Regions from separate parts of the Mus musculus genome. Here regions 1, 2, 3, 5, 6 and 7 are each linked to region 4. The links are chromatin contacts, called in public ChIA-PET, HiChIP or PLAC-seq and promoter capture Hi-C maps. All regions are on one chromosome and are shown on one strand. The core of a region is the stretch at or near the end of the contact, and the rest is flanking DNA. Distances in the headings are between cores, read along the strand shown.

Evidence for each region. Promoter capture Hi-C pulls out the DNA fragments that hold promoters and counts their contacts. ChIA-PET counts read pairs in DNA pulled down with a chosen protein or histone mark. HiChIP or PLAC-seq counts read pairs in DNA pulled down with a chosen protein or histone mark.
Region 1: a promoter capture Hi-C map of second pharyngeal arch cranial neural crest shows a contact between it and region 4, with 8 times the contacts expected there. The contact joins the enhancer-like site here to the promoter of Sox4 in region 4. A contact is called at or near these places in 6 of 39 promoter capture datasets (the 3T3-L1 cell line, cranial neural crest, frontonasal cranial neural crest and 3 more) and 3 of 115 datasets of contacts at active chromatin or transcription factors (craniofacial prominence, embryonic forebrain and forebrain).
Region 2: an RNA polymerase II ChIA-PET map of neural stem cells shows a contact between it and region 4, with 16 times the contacts expected there. The contact joins the enhancer-like site here to the promoter of Sox4 in region 4. A contact is called at or near these places in 4 of 39 promoter capture datasets (the 3T3-L1 cell line, cranial neural crest, hippocampal neurons and 1 more), 1 of 484 Hi-C or Micro-C datasets (stem cell-derived neural stem cells) and 7 of 115 datasets of contacts at active chromatin or transcription factors (astrocytes, differentiating embryonic stem cells, embryonic forebrain and 4 more).
Region 3: a promoter capture Hi-C map of second pharyngeal arch cranial neural crest shows a contact between it and region 4, with 11 times the contacts expected there. The contact joins the enhancer-like site here to the promoter of Sox4 in region 4. A contact is called at or near these places in 6 of 39 promoter capture datasets (the 3T3-L1 cell line, cranial neural crest, frontonasal cranial neural crest and 3 more) and 4 of 115 datasets of contacts at active chromatin or transcription factors (astrocytes, embryonic forebrain, embryonic hindbrain and 1 more).
Region 5: a promoter capture Hi-C map of second pharyngeal arch cranial neural crest shows a contact between it and region 4, with 9 times the contacts expected there. The contact joins the enhancer-like site here to the promoter of Sox4 in region 4. A contact is called at or near these places in 3 of 39 promoter capture datasets (the 3T3-L1 cell line, cranial neural crest and second pharyngeal arch cranial neural crest) and 6 of 115 datasets of contacts at active chromatin or transcription factors (the NIH/3T3 cell line, astrocytes, craniofacial prominence and 3 more).
Region 6: a promoter capture Hi-C map of hippocampal neurons shows a contact between it and region 4, with 11 times the contacts expected there. The contact joins the enhancer-like site here to the promoter of Sox4 in region 4. A contact is called at or near these places in 5 of 39 promoter capture datasets (the 3T3-L1 cell line, frontonasal cranial neural crest, hippocampal neurons and 1 more), 2 of 484 Hi-C or Micro-C datasets (cerebellar granule neurons and cerebellum) and 9 of 115 datasets of contacts at active chromatin or transcription factors (astrocytes, differentiating embryonic stem cells, embryonic forebrain and 6 more).
Region 7: an H3K27ac HiChIP or PLAC-seq map of embryonic stem cells shows a contact between it and region 4, with 6 times the contacts expected there. The contact joins the enhancer-like site here to the promoter of Sox4 in region 4. A contact is called at or near these places in 2 of 39 promoter capture datasets (cranial neural crest and hippocampal neurons) and 5 of 115 datasets of contacts at active chromatin or transcription factors (astrocytes, craniofacial prominence, embryonic forebrain and 2 more).

What each region holds. Positions count from the first base shown.
Region 1 is chr13:26,282,508-26,285,456 of GRCm38.p6, forward strand. 1700092E19Rik (RIKEN cDNA 1700092E19 gene) reads right to left here. Exons shown (of 3, transcript NR_045933.1): 3 at 652-1,756. Among named protein-coding and RNA genes, the nearest start is that of 1700092E19Rik, 28 kb to the right of the region's middle. Within about 2 kb of position 1,599, at least 28 of the 459 cell types and tissues checked have an H3K27ac peak or open chromatin away from gene starts, as enhancers often do. A contact at or near this core is called in second pharyngeal arch cranial neural crest, where this site is marked.
Region 2 is chr13:26,574,635-26,577,579 of GRCm38.p6, forward strand. No RefSeq gene overlaps it. Among named protein-coding and RNA genes, the nearest start is that of Hdgfl1, 190 kb to the right of the region's middle. Within about 2 kb of position 1,432, at least 34 of the 459 cell types and tissues checked have an H3K27ac peak or open chromatin away from gene starts, as enhancers often do. A contact at or near this core is called in astrocytes, neural progenitor cells, neural stem cells and 1 more, where this site is marked.
Region 3 is chr13:26,538,090-26,540,789 of GRCm38.p6, forward strand. No RefSeq gene overlaps it. Among named protein-coding and RNA genes, the nearest start is that of 1700092E19Rik, 230 kb to the left of the region's middle. Within about 2 kb of position 1,437, at least 4 of the 459 cell types and tissues checked have an H3K27ac peak or open chromatin away from gene starts, as enhancers often do. A contact at or near this core is called in second pharyngeal arch cranial neural crest, where this site is marked.
Region 4 is chr13:28,952,115-28,955,026 of GRCm38.p6, forward strand. It overlaps Sox4 (SRY (sex determining region Y)-box 4), which reads right to left and starts at 1,585. Exons shown (of 1, transcript NM_009238.3): 1 at 1-1,585. The coding sequence starts at 907. The region is part of intron 1 of Gm46405 (a long non-coding RNA gene); the gene reads right to left.
Region 5 is chr13:26,079,521-26,082,322 of GRCm38.p6, forward strand. No RefSeq gene overlaps it. Among named protein-coding and RNA genes, the nearest start is that of Gm11351, 110 kb to the left of the region's middle. Within about 2 kb of position 1,456, at least 27 of the 459 cell types and tissues checked have an H3K27ac peak or open chromatin away from gene starts, as enhancers often do. A contact at or near this core is called in craniofacial prominence and second pharyngeal arch cranial neural crest, where this site is marked.
Region 6 is chr13:26,149,215-26,151,914 of GRCm38.p6, forward strand. No RefSeq gene overlaps it. Among named protein-coding and RNA genes, the nearest start is that of 1700092E19Rik, 160 kb to the right of the region's middle. Within about 2 kb of position 1,422, at least 7 of the 459 cell types and tissues checked have an H3K27ac peak or open chromatin away from gene starts, as enhancers often do. A contact at or near this core is called in hippocampal neurons, where this site is marked.
Region 7 is chr13:26,112,938-26,115,637 of GRCm38.p6, forward strand. No RefSeq gene overlaps it. Among named protein-coding and RNA genes, the nearest start is that of Gm11351, 150 kb to the left of the region's middle. Within about 2 kb of position 1,309, at least 7 of the 459 cell types and tissues checked have an H3K27ac peak or open chromatin away from gene starts, as enhancers often do. A contact at or near this core is called in embryonic stem cells, where this site is marked.

The DNA.
Region 1 (2,949 bases), core at 349-2,848, 2.7 Mb before region 4:
CAGTGTCTTCCTGTCCTTGCCTCGTGGGTGGTGTTTGGAAAATCTCTGTAGTCAGAATCAATGGAGCACCCACCCTATCCAAATCCCTGTGGGCCTACAGAGTGGGTAGAAATGTTTTAGCAGATACCATCCTGTTTTGAACATATTATTTCTTAGATCTCAGAGATTGTGAATGATGCAGATTTAAGCCCTTAGAGAATGTAATTAGATTGTCCCTGTCTCATTTGTAAGATAAACAGCTAGAAGAAAAGATTTTATATGAAATGACAAATGTCAAGGTTTGAGTGTGAAATGTCGCTCTGGGTTCATATGATCGAGCTCTGTGTCACCAGCTGGTTGCCCATTTGGGGAGGCTGTGGGATGTTTTGTACATGGGGCCTTTCTGGGAAAGAAAGAGCCATAGATGAAGGCTAAAAGGACACAAGTAGGCCCACTATCCAGAAGGGCTAACTCTGCCTCCTGATTCTCTGAGATAGAACAAATCACATTTGGTTTTTTCTGGGTTTGTTTTATATGGGACCCCATCTACCGTGTCTTCCTTCCCACGATTGACTGTTTCCTCAAACTGTAAGCCAAAGTAAATCCTCCCTAGTTTATGGCTATGGTCACAGTAATGAGGAAAGTAAAAAAGGGTCTGAGGTTGCCTATACTGGTTTCAATATCATACAGTTTATTTATTTGTGCATTAAAATAACATTAGATACTGCTACACTGTATATACCTATCCGCCAATTAAAAAAAAATTTAATTGGGTTTTCATAGTTTCTTTCATGGTCTTCTGAGCCCTTTCTGAAAGCAATGTTCAGGATTGCCTGTATGCTTTTTAAGGGAATGTGTGTGTGACATTTCTGCTAAGTCAGTGTCGATGGGCAGAGAGCAGAACCGGGATCGGAAACCTACAAATTTGCTTGCCAGAGCCACCTGTCTCTACACACAAAAGGCTGAGTGCAGCATTTGTGGTCTTCAGGATCCCTGCAGCAACCCCACAGCTGCCCAGAGCCCACACAGGTCTAACCAGAATGCGAGAGTTTCTCTCTTTCTGGTGAAAAGCTTGTGTGTTTCATTAAAGTGATTGCCCCCCTCAGGAATGGCCCCTTGGGTAAGCTGAATCCCCAGGGTTGAAGAGCAGCCAAGAGAACAGACTGCAGCCCCAGATCCTGCTAAGAACGCTGGTTGTGTGTAGAGAGCAGTGCACAGCCCATCGAATTTATGGCTCACCATGTTTATAATCTTGTGGCATATGCCTCTGCAGTATTTGTTTACAAAGAGCTGAAACTCAATGTCTGTGCACTGCAAGTGATATACTGTAGGTCTCCCAGGGTAAATGAAACATGTCCATTTTACCCCATCTGGATCTTGTTATTATTATTATTTTTTCTTCCCACGATTAGCATTCTGGCAGTTTTCACTCTTCAACTCAGCTGTTCAATGTGCTCAGGGGAGATAGAGAGTTGAGTACTTTCCAAAGCCAGGGCAGTGCTGTGTGCAGACAATCTGCAGCTGAGAGGGCAATTTCTGTAAGGTGTACTCTCCACAGTTGGTGGAGGAAACAGCGGCCATGTGCATGCACAGTGGGCAGGGAACAAGTTCAAAATCCAAGCTCTTGTGAGTCACAGACTGTGGAAAGCCCCCTCCTTTCTCCCAGATGAAGGGTGGCATGGAGGAGATTGTGAGGCTGAGAACTCGCTGAGCTGGTACACCACACACGATTTGCTGAACTGCAGAAGGAGTCTTGTGCTGTTATGAATTCAGCTTGCTGAAGAGGAAAAAAAAAGCTGGGGTCATGATGTGCATTTGACACCTTGTTAATTTATGCTGCAACACGATCCAAACCAAACCAAAGTTCCTTGCATGCACTAACATGGTTCAAAATAATGCCATAACACACCCAAAGCCTGGTTCTCATTTTGGCTGAGTTACTGGGATAAAACACAAAATCATCATAGTCCCTAAAAGCAAAGAAACCTCTAAGGCATTCTCTTTCTTCTCTCTCTCTCTCTCTCTCTCTCTCTCTCTCTCTCTCTCTCTCTCTCTCTTTCTTTCTCTCCTTCTATATATATATATATATATATATATATATATATATATATTCTCTGTCTGTCTGTCTGTCTGTCTCTTTATCTCTCTCTTATCTCTCTCCATCCACCTACCCCTTCATCTGTTCGTCCATCCATCCATCCATCCATCCATCCCTATCCATGTCCTTCTCTGTTTCTCTGTCACCCTCATCGTCCCTACCTTTTTCATCTCTTCCACGGGTGAAATAAGCAGAATAAACCCAATTGTTGAAGACTTGTTCTGTCTATGCACTATGGTTTAAAGAAGATTGTCTGTGTCAGCTTTGACCTTCCTACCCCATCAATGACCTGTAACTGATATTTTAAAGTCAGACTTTCTTTAAATGTAAAATAGCTTGTAGCTGTATTTTATGCTGAATATTTTACTGTGGCTTTTATTTATATTTACAAATTGGACTTTCTTTTGTATCCTAGAGATTTTATTTTAAACATGCAGAATCAGTAAACAGAAATAAATCCTTTCACTAAATAAACTTTGTACAAATTATAAAGGTAAGGGAGAATAAGGAGAAATAGCTTTATACGTTCTGATTAAGAATTAATAGACTAGGCTTGTTTACTGAGGTACTTTTAATATTTTCATGATGTTCCAATTAAAACTTACTAACAATATTTGCAATATTATAATGGTGATACTATAATTACAGGAATAATTATTGTATGATTAATGATGATTATTAATTTCTACTCTGTATTTATAGATGTTGCTGTCTCAACAAATGGTGAAATAGAGAAATTTATAAGAAACTCTAGGACAGGGGAGATGGTTCAATGTGTAAAGTCACTTAATGCCAAGCCTGCCTTTCTGAGTTTGAACTCCAAGCCTCAGTCTACATGTGCAGAGGAAAGAACACAGGTTGTACTCTGAAAT
Region 2 (2,945 bases), core at 182-2,681, 2.4 Mb before region 4:
AGATAAAGATTCTAAGTCAGTAGAGAATTAGCAGTGTGTCCAAGAATATTGTGTGGAACAAAGACTCCATCTTTCTCAGTTTTTCCTTGTTCAATCCAGTGAGCATAAGGATATACTGGAAGTTAAGTTGCTATGGAGTCTTCTAGAGTAGTCGAGTGTTTGCAAAATTAACCTCTCTAAATATTGCAAGTGGAAATGGCCTATTGAACTCCATTAATTGATTAAATTCTACATGCCATTAGTACAGCGCTTGTTTGATTGCCAATAAAAATGAATCATGGGAAGTGGTTTGCTAGGAACAGGAAGGTATAAATAGAAAGGATTCCAGTCATATCCAGGCTGTAAGACACATGCATTATAGATTCTCAGGCAAGAGCTCGAAGACCAAATGCTATTTAAAGCTCAAGACACTCAATTAGAATATTAATGAGGGTCCTTGTGCTAGTAGAAGCCTGGGGCAGGTCACATTTTACTTTCAATTTTTAAAATGTTTCTCATATTTAGTAAAATTTTAAAGCACACACAACTATAATAGGCACCAAAGGGGAGACACAGACTCCTCAGATCTACCCTCTTATCAAAACAGGATCCATGACAATGTTTTAAAAATGTAGAAAGAAAACCAAAATGGCTAAAATAAAATGGGGACTGAGAGTTACTGGATGCAGTGTCTCTACTCAAACCACAAGGTAGAATGGATCCTAGAGCAGGATTCTAGACTCTCACTCTGTAATTCTGACTGTATGTCAACAGGATGAAGTCTGAAGGAGTTGAAAGAATATGATTTATAGTTTATCCAAAGAAAGCCAAATCTGTGGCCACCGAGAAGATCACGAACGGTCACTTTACTTGTAAAGATCTTAAGCACATTTTATCTCATTTGATTCTTAGGTTTCTCTAAGAAAATGATTCCAATTTCAAGAAGATGAATGATTGGTAAGGAAACAAGTTGATACACTTCGATGAAAGGGTCTGACTTAAGAACAGTCAAAGCAGTTGGTCTCAGTGAAACCAGCTTGTAAATACTAGATTCCTTACTGTTTGTGGGTGTGACTGGTCATTACTGAGTTTGTCTTGGGGTGGATGAGCTTCAACACCAACTGCTAGATAATACATAGCCGTTATAACTATGATCCAGACATTTGGGATGTCATTGTTCTGTCTTGTCACCTCATCTCATATATCATTGTGGGCACTAGTTTAAATAAGCAGTAAGACAAGAACTAGGAAGCCTGTATCACTTGCATCTGCTTCTCTCATTTGCAAATCAGGGTACAGGCAGCAACAGGAGCTACTAAGTTTAGCAACAAGGCATCCTGTGTTTCCATAAGTGTCCCATTTAAACTAAGAGGCAACTGTGTGCAATCCCTTTAGAGAGGAGCTTGCTTCTTGGAAGACCCTTGGGAACAGGAGCACCTGCACAGTAGAGGCCCACTCTGTGAAGGGTGCCAGCCATGGTGATGCCACATCACATGCTCAGCATCTGACCAAGGATGTCAGAGGTTTCTGAAAGCCAGTTGGCAAGAGAAAATAATGACAGCTCTGTTGAGGCTTTTTCTTTGCTTTTCTCTCTGAATCTGACTACCCTCTTTCATGCTTTGACCTATCTTCTACTATATAGTCCAAAGCCTGGGACATTTAGCCAATTTATAACTGTTCGATGCAGAAGGAAACATCAAGACAGCTGTATGGATAATAGAAACTGGATGCCACTTAGTGGTGCTCGTTTTTTGAGTGTTAAACATTCAGGGTAGGGGCTCTTTGTTGGTTTGAACCATTGCTTTGTAAGGCTGGAGTCATTTCTGTCATTTTTCCAGCACTTAGTGCATTCCTGGCAGAGGGAGCAACAGAACTACCAAATTGACAAAGGGCAGCATGCTAATTTATGCAAATTCAAGTTGATCTGAACATGCATTTTGCTTTTATAAGTGTACTTGGGTAACTTCTGGAAGGGAACTCCTGAAGTGTTCTCTCTTCCTTCCTTTCTTCTTTCTCTTCTCTCCAATATTTTCCTTCCTCTTTAATGTAACATAAGAAGAAAATGGGTAACAGGTAAAAGATCCATATCTGTCCATGTTAACAGAATTTTACTTTATATTTGAAAGCCCATTAGGCCAAAGACACGTGTTGGAAATGGGATTGTCTTTCCTTTTAAGAGTTTGCTCTTTAAGGGTATCTCAAAAAAAAAAAAATGAACAAAACAAACACCAATTCTTTGCTGTGGATCAGAACTCAAGTTATAGCAGGTGTGTCAGGAGTGAGTCAGTTTCCAGTATATTTTAGAACCCCTCCACTGTCAACCATCCTGAGATAAGAGGCCAAATAAAACAGTGTCTGTACAGGCTCTAAAAGCAACATATGTTAACTTGGAACAAGGCAGAGCCCCAGCTGACCATCATGCCTGTCTTTACAGTTCTTATCAGTGTAGCATTAAGACTTAGCATTAGAAAACAAAATGCTGTAAGTCATCGCCCATCAATAGAGTTAATTTTGTTCCTTTCTGGTAATTTCTTAATCATTAAAGATCAACTTATATCAAAAGATTAGGTCAGGTCACATATATGTTGTTAATGTACTTTCAGCCTTAGCATTACTGTTTGAGATGTTTTCAATAGAAGCTAGTGGTGTATCCTGCCCAAAGCCCAATGACCTACTGTTAAGTAGAACACAAAAACTAAAGCTGCTGTGCTCACAAACAGAGTCGTAAGCCTCTTTGAGAATGACATCACCCCACATATCTATGCGCAACATGTTACTTGGATTCCAGAATTATTGCCTAGATTCTATCCTGCCCCATGAACTAATACTATCCTCCCTTGTCTCCTTTCCAAGTTCTAGACTATATCTATATTTACACCTGATAATCCATATATAAAAATACACTCTAGGCTAGAATTCACACGTGAAAGCAAATGCATGAGTTATAGAGCAGGATATGCTGCTAA
Region 3 (2,700 bases), core at 187-2,686, 2.4 Mb before region 4:
GACCAATGAGTACAAGAGAGGACAACATTTAGATAACCCTGTTTTAGAGGTTGTTCTTATTAATTATAAAATTATCTCAACTTAGAATCACCCTGAAAATACACTGGGTCTATTAAAATGCTTCTAGAAACTTTAAGAAGATAATGTCCATTGTAAATATGAGCAGCACCATCCCATGCCCTGGGATTCCAGGCTGAATAAAAGGAGAAAACAAGTTGAACATCAACATTCATGAATCTCTACTTCCTAACTACATGTGCAATGTGACTTAGACACCTCATCCTCCTGCTAGTTGCATCCTCTTGAACTAAAACCCCAAATACACTTTTTCAATCTTAGGCTGCCTCTTGCCTGTCCATTTGTTCACAACAAGCAAAGTAACTAGTACAGGGTTCAGTGCAATCAGCAATTGCTTTGCATAGAACAGGTTTAGTGTTTGCACATGGCAAGAGTGAAAAGTTTTAGCAATTAAAAAGCCTACAGTGTCTGCTATAAGGACTCAAACGTGCATAAGCAAGATAGGCACAATATAGACTGTGTGTTACAAAATCTGTGATACAGAAGTCAGGAAGATTGACAAAGTTATAATGTCTTACAGGAATAAGTTCTGATGGAAACAAATGAAGCTGATGAAGTCTCTAGAGCTTGTAGTCAAAACTATGATCCTCTGGTAGTAACTAACAGACTTTGAAAGCCTTCCCTGTGTACTAGGTAGGGACAACAGTGCATTAGGCATAGCTGCCTCCTAATGAGTATCCAAAAATAAGTTGCCTAATGGACTGTCATGCCCAAGCACCATTCCCAGTAGTGATGTCCTTAATGTGTTCCTGTCAATTGATGGTATAAAAATAATGAGTATCTCTCTGTACCTCTTTTCTTATCCTTATATATGTTTTTATTTTTGTGACTTTATTGCTGAAAACAGTGCCTTGTAAAGAAAAGGAATGCAGTGCTGTACAGAGATGTAATGAGTCCATATTTCCAATGTTCATAAGGTCTGTTTCTAATCATTAGAGCAGTGTGAAGGAAAACACTCTACAGACCTGTGACCTTCCTTTGTTGGGATGCGGGGGTTTCAAGTTGCTCTCTGATCTACTGTGGGCACTAGTCTCTATGGCAATAATTCTTGTTAAAAAAATATTTGTGTTAAGGGTTGTTTTGGTTTTAGTAGGAGCAATGGAGAAGTCTCACTTGCTTACTTATTATTTCTTCATGGTACAAACCTTTTTGTGTCCCTTTGACGTTAGGAATACATTAAGATAGTCAGGTGATTACTTAGCCTCGTTAGAGATGCCACTAACCTTTAACCTGCCGTTAGTATAGTTCTCATTGTCCTCTTATTTAATGTTTTTTACTAATTGAAAGCAGTTTTAAAATAGAAAGTGTTCTTGCTTTTGTAAAAAGATACTTTATGCACCAGGCCCTGGAATGACTTTAACAGTTTAAAACACAGCTAAATAGACATGAACTTTTTGACTATGAAAAAGGTAAAAAGAGATCCCTAAGCTTGGTGTGGTGGTACAGACATGTACTCAAGTTCAAGATTTGAAGGCAGGAGGATCAAGAGTTAAGACCTTCTCTCAAACATCAGGATCTCTGAAAAAAAAGGAGAGAAAAACAAAGAGGATCTTCAGTCAGAATGTCAGAGGCTAGCAAATACTTTCTGCAAAGAGAAGATAGAAAATATTGAATCCTCTAGGCATCACAACTTATCTTCACAGTGGGAGCAAAAGAAGCAGCCATCTTCTCTATCATCAATATTGGGCTTGTGATCCAATAAACACGGATTTACAAAAACAGGCACACTGCAGGACTCAGCCCATGGCTGAAGTTTGCCATATTAATCCGGGTTCTCCAAAGAAAGAGGTGGAAAGGGGTTCATGAAATTAGGGAAGCCAAGAAGTACAGGGTTCATATTGAAGCTGAAGAGTCCAGGAAGCCAGAGATTAACTGACTCCATATGCACAACCCTGAAAACTGTGGGGAGCTCTGGATGAGTATGAAGGCCAAATATTGTAGCGCCATACCACCAAGACAGCAGGAGATAGAAAGTCCCATCTCAGAGAACGAATCTGCCTCTTCCTGCCAGTTTAGTTTAGTTCAGCCTTTCAGTGGTATCAGGCACATATAGATGACAATGATCAACTGAATTTAGTCATTTAGTTCAAATGCAAATATCTTCAGGGACACACTCAGAAATAATATTTTACCAGCAACCTAGGAAACCATTACTCCACAGCTTTTAAATTGTGGGTAGCAACACAGAAAATACCACATAACCCCATGTGGTGTAATGGTAAAAATGTGGTTAACAATAGAAGTTTTATGAATGTAAAATGACCAAAAACACAGAAGCAAAAGTTCCACACATTCAAGGTACTTCCAGCACCATTCACCTCTGTTGTATCCTACAAAGTCCCTCCATCCTTGATTCTGAACACAAAACAACTATACTCTGTGTGTACTGTTACACCAGACAGCAGTGAGCACTGTCTGAGGTGCCTTCGCTCAGATTGAAGACCACTCTGTGAATACTGACAATGTTTTATTGAATATTCAAACTTTCCCCTCTTATAGCAGCATAATAAATTGTTACAAACAAAGAAACTTTTCATTGCTCCTGCAGTATCAATTATTAATTTAAGATTTAAATATTTAGAGGGATCTTAGATGAAATGCCCTATATTGGGGAGAGGGAAC
Region 4 (2,912 bases), core at 335-2,834:
CGGGCGAGCATCCCGGGCCTCCATCTTCGTACAACCCCAGTGGATCACTGGGGTCGGCGCTCGCTCCCAGGCCCCCGACGGGAGACGCCGAAGCGCCCAGGCTTCCAAACAGGTAGACGCGCTTCACTTTCTTGTCGGCAGGGTGTTTGGCTGGGGTGGCCAGCGCACTGGACGGCGAGGAGGAGGCGGCCGGAGTGGCCGCACTGGGAGTCCGCACCTTGTAGACGGCCGTGGGCTCCCCCAGGGGCAGCAGGGCAGCTTGCTCTGGAGAGAACGATGCAGCCGCCTTGCTGCCGCCCGCCGGGACCAGCTTAGCGTGGGGCTTGCCGACCGAGCTGCCCGCCACCTTGGGGCCACAGCTCTTCTTGGGCGCGGGCTTGGAGCTGCCGCCCGCGCCACCCCCCGCGTGGCTGCTTCCCGCGTGGCCGCTGCTGCCCGCGACCTTGTCGCCCTTCTCCCCTGGCTTGGCTGTGGCCGCCGATCCCGCGCCCGCGTTGCCCGACTTCACCTTCTTTCGCGGCCGGTACTTGTAGTCAGGGTAGTCAGCCATGTGCTTGAGGCGCAGCCGCTCCGCCTCCTGGATGAACGGAATCTTGTCGCTGTCCTTGAGCAGCTTCCAGCGTTTGCCTAGCCGCTTGGAGATCTCGGCGTTGTGCATGTCGGGCGACTGCTCCATGATCTTGCGCCGCTCGATCTGCGACCACACCATAAAGGCGTTCATGGGCCGCTTGATGTGGCCACTGGGCGTCTTGCACCAGCTGGGGTCGTCCGCCTTGCCGCCCGTCGACGCGGTGGAGCCAGGCGTCGGGGAGGACGCGATGCCCAGCTCCAGGCCGGCGCCCGAGTCCGAGCTCTCCCCGGCCAGCAGAGCCTCAGTGTTCTCCGCGTTGTTGGTCTGTTGTACCATGGCCCCGGCTTGCCGGGCGCCCACGCGCGCTCACACGCTCGCGGCGCGGTCGCCGGGCCCTGCGGGCTCCCCGGGGCGGAGACCAGGGTCCCCTGAGCGGCGCGCGGGCCAGGGGCGGCCGCCTCCCGCCGCCAACCTAGAGTCCCCGAGGCCCTCCGTCCTCCCTCACCGCTGAAGTGCTCCCTGCGGGCACCGAGGCTGGAGTCGGCCGCGGCGAGGAGTTTCTCCAAACGTTGGTAGCCGGAGTATCTTCCAAACGCAAGTTTCTCGCCGCCTCCGGGGCAAGTCTTTCCCCCACCCCTTTCCCTGAAGCAGTCGATTGCAGTTCACGAGAGCTCGCGGTAGCTCAGGAAAGCGACATCGTCTCTAGCGCCTAAGTCCCTTTCCTGCAGTGCAAAGCCAAAGCGACTCTGGCTCCGGGACTCTCTGTGGGCGGAATCGGCGCTGAGGAGTTGGTGCAATTATTTTGTTGCAAGGTAGGAAGCCAAGAAGCTTGCATGCAACAGACCGGCATGAATAAATGTATGTTTCTCCCTCCCTCCTGCAAGAAGGGGAGCTGGTTACCGGCAGAGTTCCCCCACTGCAGACTCTCTAAGAAACAGCGTGCAAGAACTGGAAACCGGGAGGGAGACGGCCCTCTTCCCCTCACTCTGTTTCTCTGGCTGCAGCTTAGAGCAGACCCCAATTCCGCCTCGCGCTTCTTTATCCTTTCTCAGACAGCCAATCAGCCGCTGTAACTAACGCTTCCTCGTGCCAAGCCCCTCCCCCGTCCTTCCCATTGGCTTGGAACCCGATGCAATAATAATCTCCGCGTGCAATGAGAAGCTCCAAATCTGACCTCATTCCAATTTACAGAGCAAACTTTTTAAAAGGGCTAGAAGTACAGCTGAGATTTCTGCTGCCTCTTTCCCCCCCACCTCCGCCTTTTGCTGGGTGCGCGCGCGTTTGCCTCTGTGTGTGTGTGTGTGTGTGTGCGCGCGCGCGCGCGCGCACGCACGCGCATGTGTGAAGAGGATGTTAATGCATGAAGTTATTAAGGGGAGAGACGGAAATGTATTCTAGCCATTATGTTAGATAACAAGGGGCTTGGAGGGGGGGTAAGGGTGAAATACTGTAAATGGAAGCTTTCTGCTTAAAAGCCGAGTGATTATTTTTATTAGTTCTTTTCAGCCCAGGAATAAAGAATCAGCCTTTGGTGCAAAATCTCTTTTCTTAGCCCCTTCTTAGAGCTAGAGATGTAAGTGGGGGGAGCCACAATAATAAATCAATGGATATTGAAAACCATTAAGAAAGTGGTACCTAGACACCTGTCATCACAATTATTTTAACAACTCTGGGTACAGAACAAACGTTGGTGTATTGTGTAAATCCCTTCAGGATGCTATCTGTGCTGTTTGTGAAAGGCAGGGTTTTTTTTTTTTTTTTCTTTCTCCCCTTTTCAGTAATTACTTACTCTTTTTGCCAAACAGAGGTTAACTAGTTATTTAATGATTTCACTTCCCCTATAAATCCTGGGTAGGCCAAACAAGATTTTCTGTGGAACGCTAAGGCAGTGGCCCATAATTACCTCAATAAGAGACTTTGTGTGATTTCTGTATAGGGCGATCATGGTGAATACAGGATGGGATTGACTTCACTTTCTAAATGTTTGTTTTCCACAATATCCAAAGGATAGATGGGTTCGCTATGTGCTCTCCTTCCCCCTCTCTTTCTTACCCATTGTCTCCCGTGTGTCTGTGCTACTTGAAGCAATTGGGCCTAAAAGACCAAGAAGAGAAAGGGGTGGCACAGGGGAGTGGGCTGCTGGACCTATCTCAAGTCCCTCTCCTGATCTTTCTTTCTGGGTCTCATTGTCCTCCTCTTCTGTGCTTTGGGAACCTTGTGAGCTTTATAGAGGGCTTGTGTTAGTGCCCGGTGAGTGTGTGATTATAAACCACGGATGTGTGTCCTGAGCCCTCTGGATTCTAACACACATTCCGAGTTCTCCCTAATGCAAATGCCACTT
Region 5 (2,802 bases), core at 206-2,705, 2.9 Mb before region 4:
CTTCCAGTCATGAAGCTTGAAAGCCCTCAACAAAACTGCCTTTCAACACACTCTTCCAACTTCAGTGCACTTATGATTTGCCAAAGAGTGCCTTTCAAAGAATGTATAGTTTTCTTACCTTATTCCAAGGCTTTCCCCAAGTGGGATCTTTCTTTACCCTGAATCTTGCAACACAAACCGAAAATGCTTATTCTTCTGCCAACTATAATGAACATCAGTGTTGCTCTTAGAGTGAAAAATTTCACATGAGACAAGAAATCACGGAGGCCTGGGCAGGGGTGGGGTGGGGGCCTGTGAAGGAGCCTAGATAGGGAATTTCCCTATAAGGTTGGACAGCTGTAAATACCTTGAACAATCAATGGCTCAGATTACTGGAAACAGAATGCACTTTAAGCAACAAAGAAGAAACTGGTGGGGGTTAAAGTACTTAGAAAATGGAAGAGAAAGTTCAAAATTCAGCTTACCATGGAGTACACATTTTGGGAGTTTTGCTCTGGGCCACCGCACCAGGGCTCTGATATCAAGAATGGCAGCACCAACTTGTAAGACAATGATGTGCATACAAGTCTATTTCTTATTAGAGAAACAATTTGTTATCTCCAATCTTGAGCCCAGCAACCCAATATAACAATGTTTCTGTTTATTTGTTTGTTTTCCCATAATGAACTTGCCACTTACACTCAGTTGGCTGTTTTCAGGTTATACTTGTTTATTTACACATGTCCTCTGCTTTATGCATACAGCTTCCACTTAGTCTCCCTAGTGCTTATTGTTCATCTCAGAAATGATGCTAAAAAATGTTGCTAATTTTCAAAATTAAATGTAGCTATTCTTAAATATTCATTCTAGATAAAGATTTTTTTTTTTTTTGCACAAAAGAAACTGATTGAATCTCCATCTGGTAAACCTTTAGCTTGATACCTAATTCTTTCCACTGCCTGAGTAGCTGCTGAGACACCGTGGGGACTTGCTGTTTGTATAACATCGCTGCTGCAGGCCATGGAAAGTCCAGAGTACAGCTTTCCATACTTGCTTGGCAACAGCTGGTTCTGATTTGTGTGTTTTGGGGTTTTCCAACGCAATTATTTCCTACTTTGTGTATACTAAATGGGTCTGCCTCTTTCCATTTTAACTGAAGGCTGGTTAAATGGGAATTGAAATCTGAATACAGCGATTAAACATTTTTCAGTGTACTAATAGACTAGAGGAGGTTCAGAAAAAAAAACTTGAGCAGATCACAAAGAAATGATTCTTAAAGCAAGAGCTACAAAATTATTAAAAAGCTATTTTTCCCATGTCAAAGGCTCCTTTATGAGTGTGAATGCTTTTGTTTAGAGTGTATCATTGGAGAGAATAATTATTTCCTTTTTCTGCAGGAAGAATTCTCTCACCAGGAGGATGATGTATTCTGCCCAGGCCTGACAGATCCATCCTATTCCTTCTAGATCAATATGTGCCTCAGTCTTGCAGTCACTGTGGCTGTTGTTCGATTTCAGTAATTCTCAGATCGACTACTCACAAATGCAGTGAGGGGGTGCCAATTACTGTGCACAGCCACTGGCTTGTTATTGCTGTGCACAATTATTGGAGGAGAGGTATGCAGCATAACCCCAGGGATGGTACCAAGAAGAAGTGGCCTTTTCATCATGAGAGTCTCAATAAAATCTGGTATTAGTCCATCAGCTGGCCTTTTAAATGAAGGCCCACATCACTTTACTGAAAATATGTGCAAAATGCCTGGCTACTGACAGAGCAAACCCAAGTCTTCTATGGATGCAAGCAAAGCATTTTATATATTAACACTGTTCTCCTCTTTGCTGACAATACCGCTGACAGGCAGTGAAATAGATTGGCCCTTTCTCTGCTACACAAGTCCCACCTGCAAACACGATGATGGATATTTGCTTGGGACACATTCTCTGCTGTTTTCTGACAAGCATGCATTTAGTGCAAGAAAATGCTGAATTGTGATACATTAACCGCATGTGTAGAGTGTTGGAGATGCCCCATCATTTAGGTAATAATATGACAGTTATGTAAACAGCACTTTTAACTTCTTTCCTTACAGATTTCCAGAGAAATGAATCAATTAAATATAAAAACAGAAATGCATGTTTTTGAAGCAAAAGGAGAGAAATGCAGATGACAGAATGTGTAGTCTTCTGAATTCACATATTCAACAAAAACTGAACTGAGGAATAGGGTATGAATATCCTCAAGAGAAAGAGCCATTAGACAGAAAAAACAAACAAAGAAACAAACAAACAAAAACAAAAACCCCAAAACCAAAACCAAATAAACAAATAAAAAAACAGAAGAGTACACAAGCAAAATCCCAGGTGTAAGTATGTGAATGTGTCTGTCTGTCTGTCTGTCTGCCAGTCTCTCTCTCTCTCTCTCTCTCTCTCTCTCTCTCTCTGTGTGTGTGTGTGTGTGTGTGTGTGTGTGTGTGTGTGTGTGTGTGTGTTATAAGAGATTACAAACATTTAGGTTGGTTTTTCGGGCACTGGGAACTCAGAGTTCTGACGGTAGAAATCTGAGTACCATTAGGAAATACTGAGTTTGGATACGGCCACAGAGGAACCTGGCTTGGTTCTTCATCCCAGGCAAACGTAGAATTTATGCTGCCTGGCTGTGGATGAACTGCCAAGAAAAAGAAAGTGAATTAGCCTATATGAGAACAGAGAAGGGTTTCAGTACAAAACGCACACCACTGCATGAGCCTATTATTAGGTTAGGAGTCCTTTTTTTCTCTGCCTGCGTCTTCAATTAGCTGAGTCTGACCAAGTAAAGAAAATACTG
Region 6 (2,700 bases), core at 172-2,671, 2.8 Mb before region 4:
GTTTCTGTTGTCTGTTCTTAGAACTTAGATCATCTGACTTAAGCAGATGGACTTCCTGCTTAAAGAATGGATACATAGATACATAGATACATAGATACATAGATACATACATACATACATACACCATATATAAATATAATCATTCTCACTATACCTTCTAGGTTGACTTCAGGTTCACACTCCTCTTGATTCTGCTTATTGACTACTGGTATGTAAGCTTCTATCATCACATGGAGCTGTTGATTAATGTGTTGATTCTTATTTGGATTTTTTTCTGTCCTCTCTGCATCCTGAGTCTAACAGGGACCAGAAGGAAGAGAATATAATTTTTGATTTAGATCTACAAATCTTTACCATACCACAGCCTTTCACACATTTCCTATAAGTATTTCTCAACTCCCTTTCTCTATAGTGCAGCAGTTAAAAATAGATTTATCATCAAACTGCCATGTGGTAATTGGTGGCAGTTTCACCAAATACAGACAGTACCTGGCCTTCAACCTCTTCTTGTGTAGTGGAGGAGGAGTTATATTTACCTTGGATATCTACAGCTGATATAAAGTGATGTAAATAACAAATTGAACATGAATATCTGCTCCTGGTAAGCCTATTGTTGTTGATGGAAGTGACCAAGGGTTCTTTGGATAAGCTTTCCAATAGAAGATGGATTTGGGAAATAAATAAATCAGAAATATATGAAATTATGATGACTTATAATAGTTTCTGGTGGTTCCATTGGTAAGATATATCCCATGAATGTATGAGAATTTGGGACCAGAATCCCATCATCCACAGAAAATCCAGGTGTGGTTGTACATATCTATAACTGTGGTCAGATAGAAATAAGAGGACTCTTGGGGCTTATGGGTTAGCCAGTTGAGGTAATCAGTGAGCTTTTGGTTCAGTAACAGTCCTGTCTATGAGCTAAAATGGAAAGGAATAGTGGAGGCCACCTGATGCAAACTTTAGTCTCATATGCATGAGCCCTTGCGTATGCGTGCGCATGCGCGCACACACACACACACACACACACACACTGCTTCACATGTATATTACATGTATATATCACATGTACATGTATATACATACAACACACAAATACACACATACACACACACACACACACACACAGAGAGAGAGAGAAAGAGAGAGAGAGAGAGTGAAAATGGTTGTTCACATAGCTAAGGCAATCTTTGCAGTCTTTTCCAAAATGCTAGCCCATTGATGAAGCACCATAAGAAACTGCTTGTGTACAGTCTAAGAATCAGGAGATTGTAAGAGACTGAGATTAGCTAATTATGTACTTCCCTGAAGAAAGATAAGGAGTACAGACAGAAGAAACTTTCATTAGTCCCGAGTGTGGGAGTCAAACAAGAAAGCAGCCTATTTGTGCTAACTTTTGTGCATGTGTGGGAAGGGATTATTCATCAGCATCTTCCCTGGCTAACTCATTGCACTGGAACTTGCAGAAGCCTCTGCAGTACAGAGCCTTCTGCCATCCTGACCTAAGCATGAGTGGCCATTAGCAGCTGGCATGTTGTTAAATTGACAGAAGCTTGAGCACCAGTGTAAGAGTCCTTAGCCCACTGGGGAGAGCTAAAATTGAGGAGCAGAGTTTTCACTCTCAGCTTCAGCATTTCGTGCATTCCTAAAAGCAATCCCTCTTGATTCTGAGGAGGTAGCCTTTTGAATAGAGCACTTCACTCTTTGCATGCTATCTGGGAGAGCATCACTCGTCACCTAACTTTCAATGTCGTAAATTTTGGCAAGAGCTTTGTAAGCCAGACTACTTCTGTAGCAGAACTAAAATAAGTGTGAGAAGCTGTTTCTAACTCATGCTGGTTACAGAACCTCAACTGGAGAATAACTTCCATCAGGGTGGCCTTGTGGACCTGTCTGTGGGCCTTTTCTTAATTGCTAATTTATGTAGGAGGATCTAGACTGCTGTGGGCAGGGCCGTTCCTTAGCAGCAGAAGTAAGGAACCAGCAACAAAACTCCATGATTCTGCTTTGCTTCAGTTCATGCCTCCAGGTTCTTGTCTTGAACACTTTCCCTGGATTTCTTTGATGATAGACAATAACCAGAGGCAAACTTAATCCTTTCCTCCTCAAGTTGCTTTTGATCAGTGTTTTATCACATCACTAGAAAGCAAATTATAAGGATAGGAATTCATATTGGTAAGGTAAGGAGCTGTAATGATGGAACAAACTTTTTTTTTAGACTGATTTGTGTGAAGAGTGTTGAAGAATTTGGAGCTTTGCATAGGAAGAGCCATTGAGTACTCAGAGTTTAATGAGTTGTTATGAAAAACTTGAAGATAACGGTGAAAGAAATACAGTCGGTGGAAGTCGGGCTAGTGAAGTTTCAGAGGAAAGTGTTCCAGAGGGCTCAAGACTGCACCTCTAACTGGTAGAAGAACTTGATAATGGATACTTGCTTGGTGGCAAATAAAAAGTCATGAAAATTGCTGAGTCTTGACACTGTAAAAACAAAACAAAACAAAACAAAACAAAACAAAACAAAACAAAACAAACCAGGGGAGTCCATTGGTAAAGAAGAATCCTCAGTATTTGGAGAGATGCCAGTATGCTGAAAATGTCAGCACCATGGGACGACCAGACATAACAGAAGTGGGGATGCAGTGGACTTGGTCTCAGTCTACCAGTCAAACTCTGTTCTGCATATAGCATAGCCAGAGA
Region 7 (2,700 bases), core at 59-2,558, 2.8 Mb before region 4:
GTACATTTTTCCCACATGAGTTTAAATTTAAAAATAGTTTCAAAGCATAACTAAGATAATCACAGCTTTTCTAGTCGAATAGTGTACTCTCAATAATCCAGGTTTTAAAAAACGACTATATAGTATAAATTTAATGATGTTTCTTTCAGTTTGTTAAAATTTGTGGACCACCACTTAACCCATAGTAGGATGGACTGAAACATTTGCATATATATTCAAGTTTGAGATGAAAGGATGATCAGTACTAGTGTTTGAATATGGTTACGATCTTAAAGTTTTGCACTCTAGAATCTTGGTCTCCAGTGCAATAATTTCAGGAGGCAGTAGAATCTTTACACCCTCCTGGACGGGGATCACATAACTGGTTCATGACTCCCTTGTGAAGGGAAAGATGATGGTCTTACCTCAGGAGACATTTTTCTCTGAGGGAAAGTTTTAATAAAAGGAAATCACAATCCCATTTTGCTCTTAATTCCCCTCTCCCAATGTGAATTCTTGCATGTTCATCTACATGTGTGCCGCAGACCCTTTTGGTCCCTGTCTGCATAGAATGGGTCTCTGGTTGCAGGTAGACAAGGAGTCAGCAAAATGAATGACAGACAGAATCACATGAGAGATTGTGTAGAATCTGAATGTAATTTTTCAAATCGAGATCCTACTTTTTATACAGAGGAGCAACAAGAAACCAGGTGAGATACATCTGCCTAGTTACAGTGACACAATAAAAAAGGAATGTATACATCAAAAGAAGGTGGGGACCAGGCAGCTGCCACTAAGAAGGGAGCCAGGCGTAATGCTAGTCTATTGTTAAGCCCACCACCAGGGGTTCTTAGTAAATGCCTGATTTATGCTGTTTCTTTGGGCCTAGTGAAGAAACCTGTCTCAGGGGGGTTCCCTAACTCTTTCATGGTAAATCCACCTATTCACTAGGCCATTGTGAATTTCCTTGTCTGGGTAAGACTGGCTATTGTCTCAAGTAAACACTCTGCAGACCAGCCCTGAGCTATTCCCCCTACCCCCAGCTCCATCTTTGTAATGCCTAATTAGTTTCACCTTCTCTATTGGAAGTAAATTTGAATGTTACTGAATAAATAACTTTCTTACTGAATTCCTACTGAATTCCAAGTTTGTCTTCAAGGATTTTCTGGGACATTGGAACACTGGCAAAGGCTTAGCTATGTCAGAATTCAATCTTTAAAGGCAATTGTAATAAATAATACTAAAAGAGAGCACATGCATCCATACACCAGACTAACACGGGGTTAGGGTATGACTATATGGGTTATGAGAATGCCGAGGTTCCAGGAGGTTGAGTTTCCTTGAAACTCTTTGCCTCGTGAGTGCTTCCAGGCCTCTCTGCCTGCCAAGCAGAATTTCACTGGAGTGTGCATAGTACATTTGAGGTCATCAACCACATTGTGACACATGCGTGTTGGGAGCTATTAAGACAACACTATTGTCCTGATCTCTGAAATGGGCCTCTCTGCCCCCCCCAGAAGAAAAGGTGGTCAAAAGCGGGCCACTGACACACCACTCCGAGAACAACCGCTCTGGATGTCCTGACCTCAAGATGTACCCTGATACCACCAAGTTCCTGCTTCCCCGAGTAGTTGCCAAAAGAAAAATTTCTGCTGCCCCATCCCTCCTGCTGAGAAGTACTTCCTCTTTTTCAGCTGCCCCATTCCTCCTGCTGAGAAGTACTTCCCCTTTTGCTTGTGCATTTAAGCCTTGAGCCTTGCTAATACAGTGACACCTTGATGCTATTCAGAATGGTTCCCTGTGTCTGTCTTTTCTCTCCCCCACATTTGGTTCTTAGGAAAAGGTCCCCTCGAGACCCTCGAATAACTGGACCTGCTGGACAGGTCACATGCGGTCATTGTCATCAAATGCGCTTTCCAGTCACCAGTATTGTAAGTCAAACAAATCGCCTTTAATTTTGATATTATTCAGCATTAGACATTTTGTTAGAGTAGCACAAAATGGATGAAGACAATCAATCCAGGTTACTGATAAAGGAGAACGACAACCAACTGACAAGAATTTTAAACCTCATCAATCATAAAAGGCAATCTTAATATCTGAGAATAAACAACTGCTTTTTTTAAATTTAGGTCTTTTTAATTTTCTTTATATTTTTATTCTTTTTATACTCCAGATTTTATTCCCTTCCCAGTCTACCTTCCTACTGTTCCACATCCCATACCTTCTCCCCAAACCCTGTGTCCACGAGGATGTCTTCCCATCCCCAACCCCACCAGACCTCTAAACTCCCTGGGGCCTCCAGTCTCTTGAGGGTTAGGTGAATCTTCTCTGATTAAACCCAGACCCAGCAGTCCTCTGTTGCATATGTGTTGGAGGGCTCATATCAGCTGGTGTATGCTGACTGGTTGGTGTTCCAGTGTCAGAGAGATCTCAGGGGTCCTGGTTAATTGAGACTGATGGTCCTCTTACAGGGTTGCCCTCCTCAGCTTCTTCTACCTTTTCCCTAATTCAACCACAGGGGTCAGCAGCTTCTATCCATTGGTTGGGTGTAAATATCTGCATCTGACTCTTTCAGCTGCTTTTTGAGTCTTTCAGAGGGCAGTCATGATAGGTCCCTTTTTGTGAGCACTCCATAGCTTCAGTAATAGTGTCTGGTCTTGGGGCCTCCCCTTCAACTGGATACCACTTACGGCCTGTCACTGGATCTTCTTTTCCTTA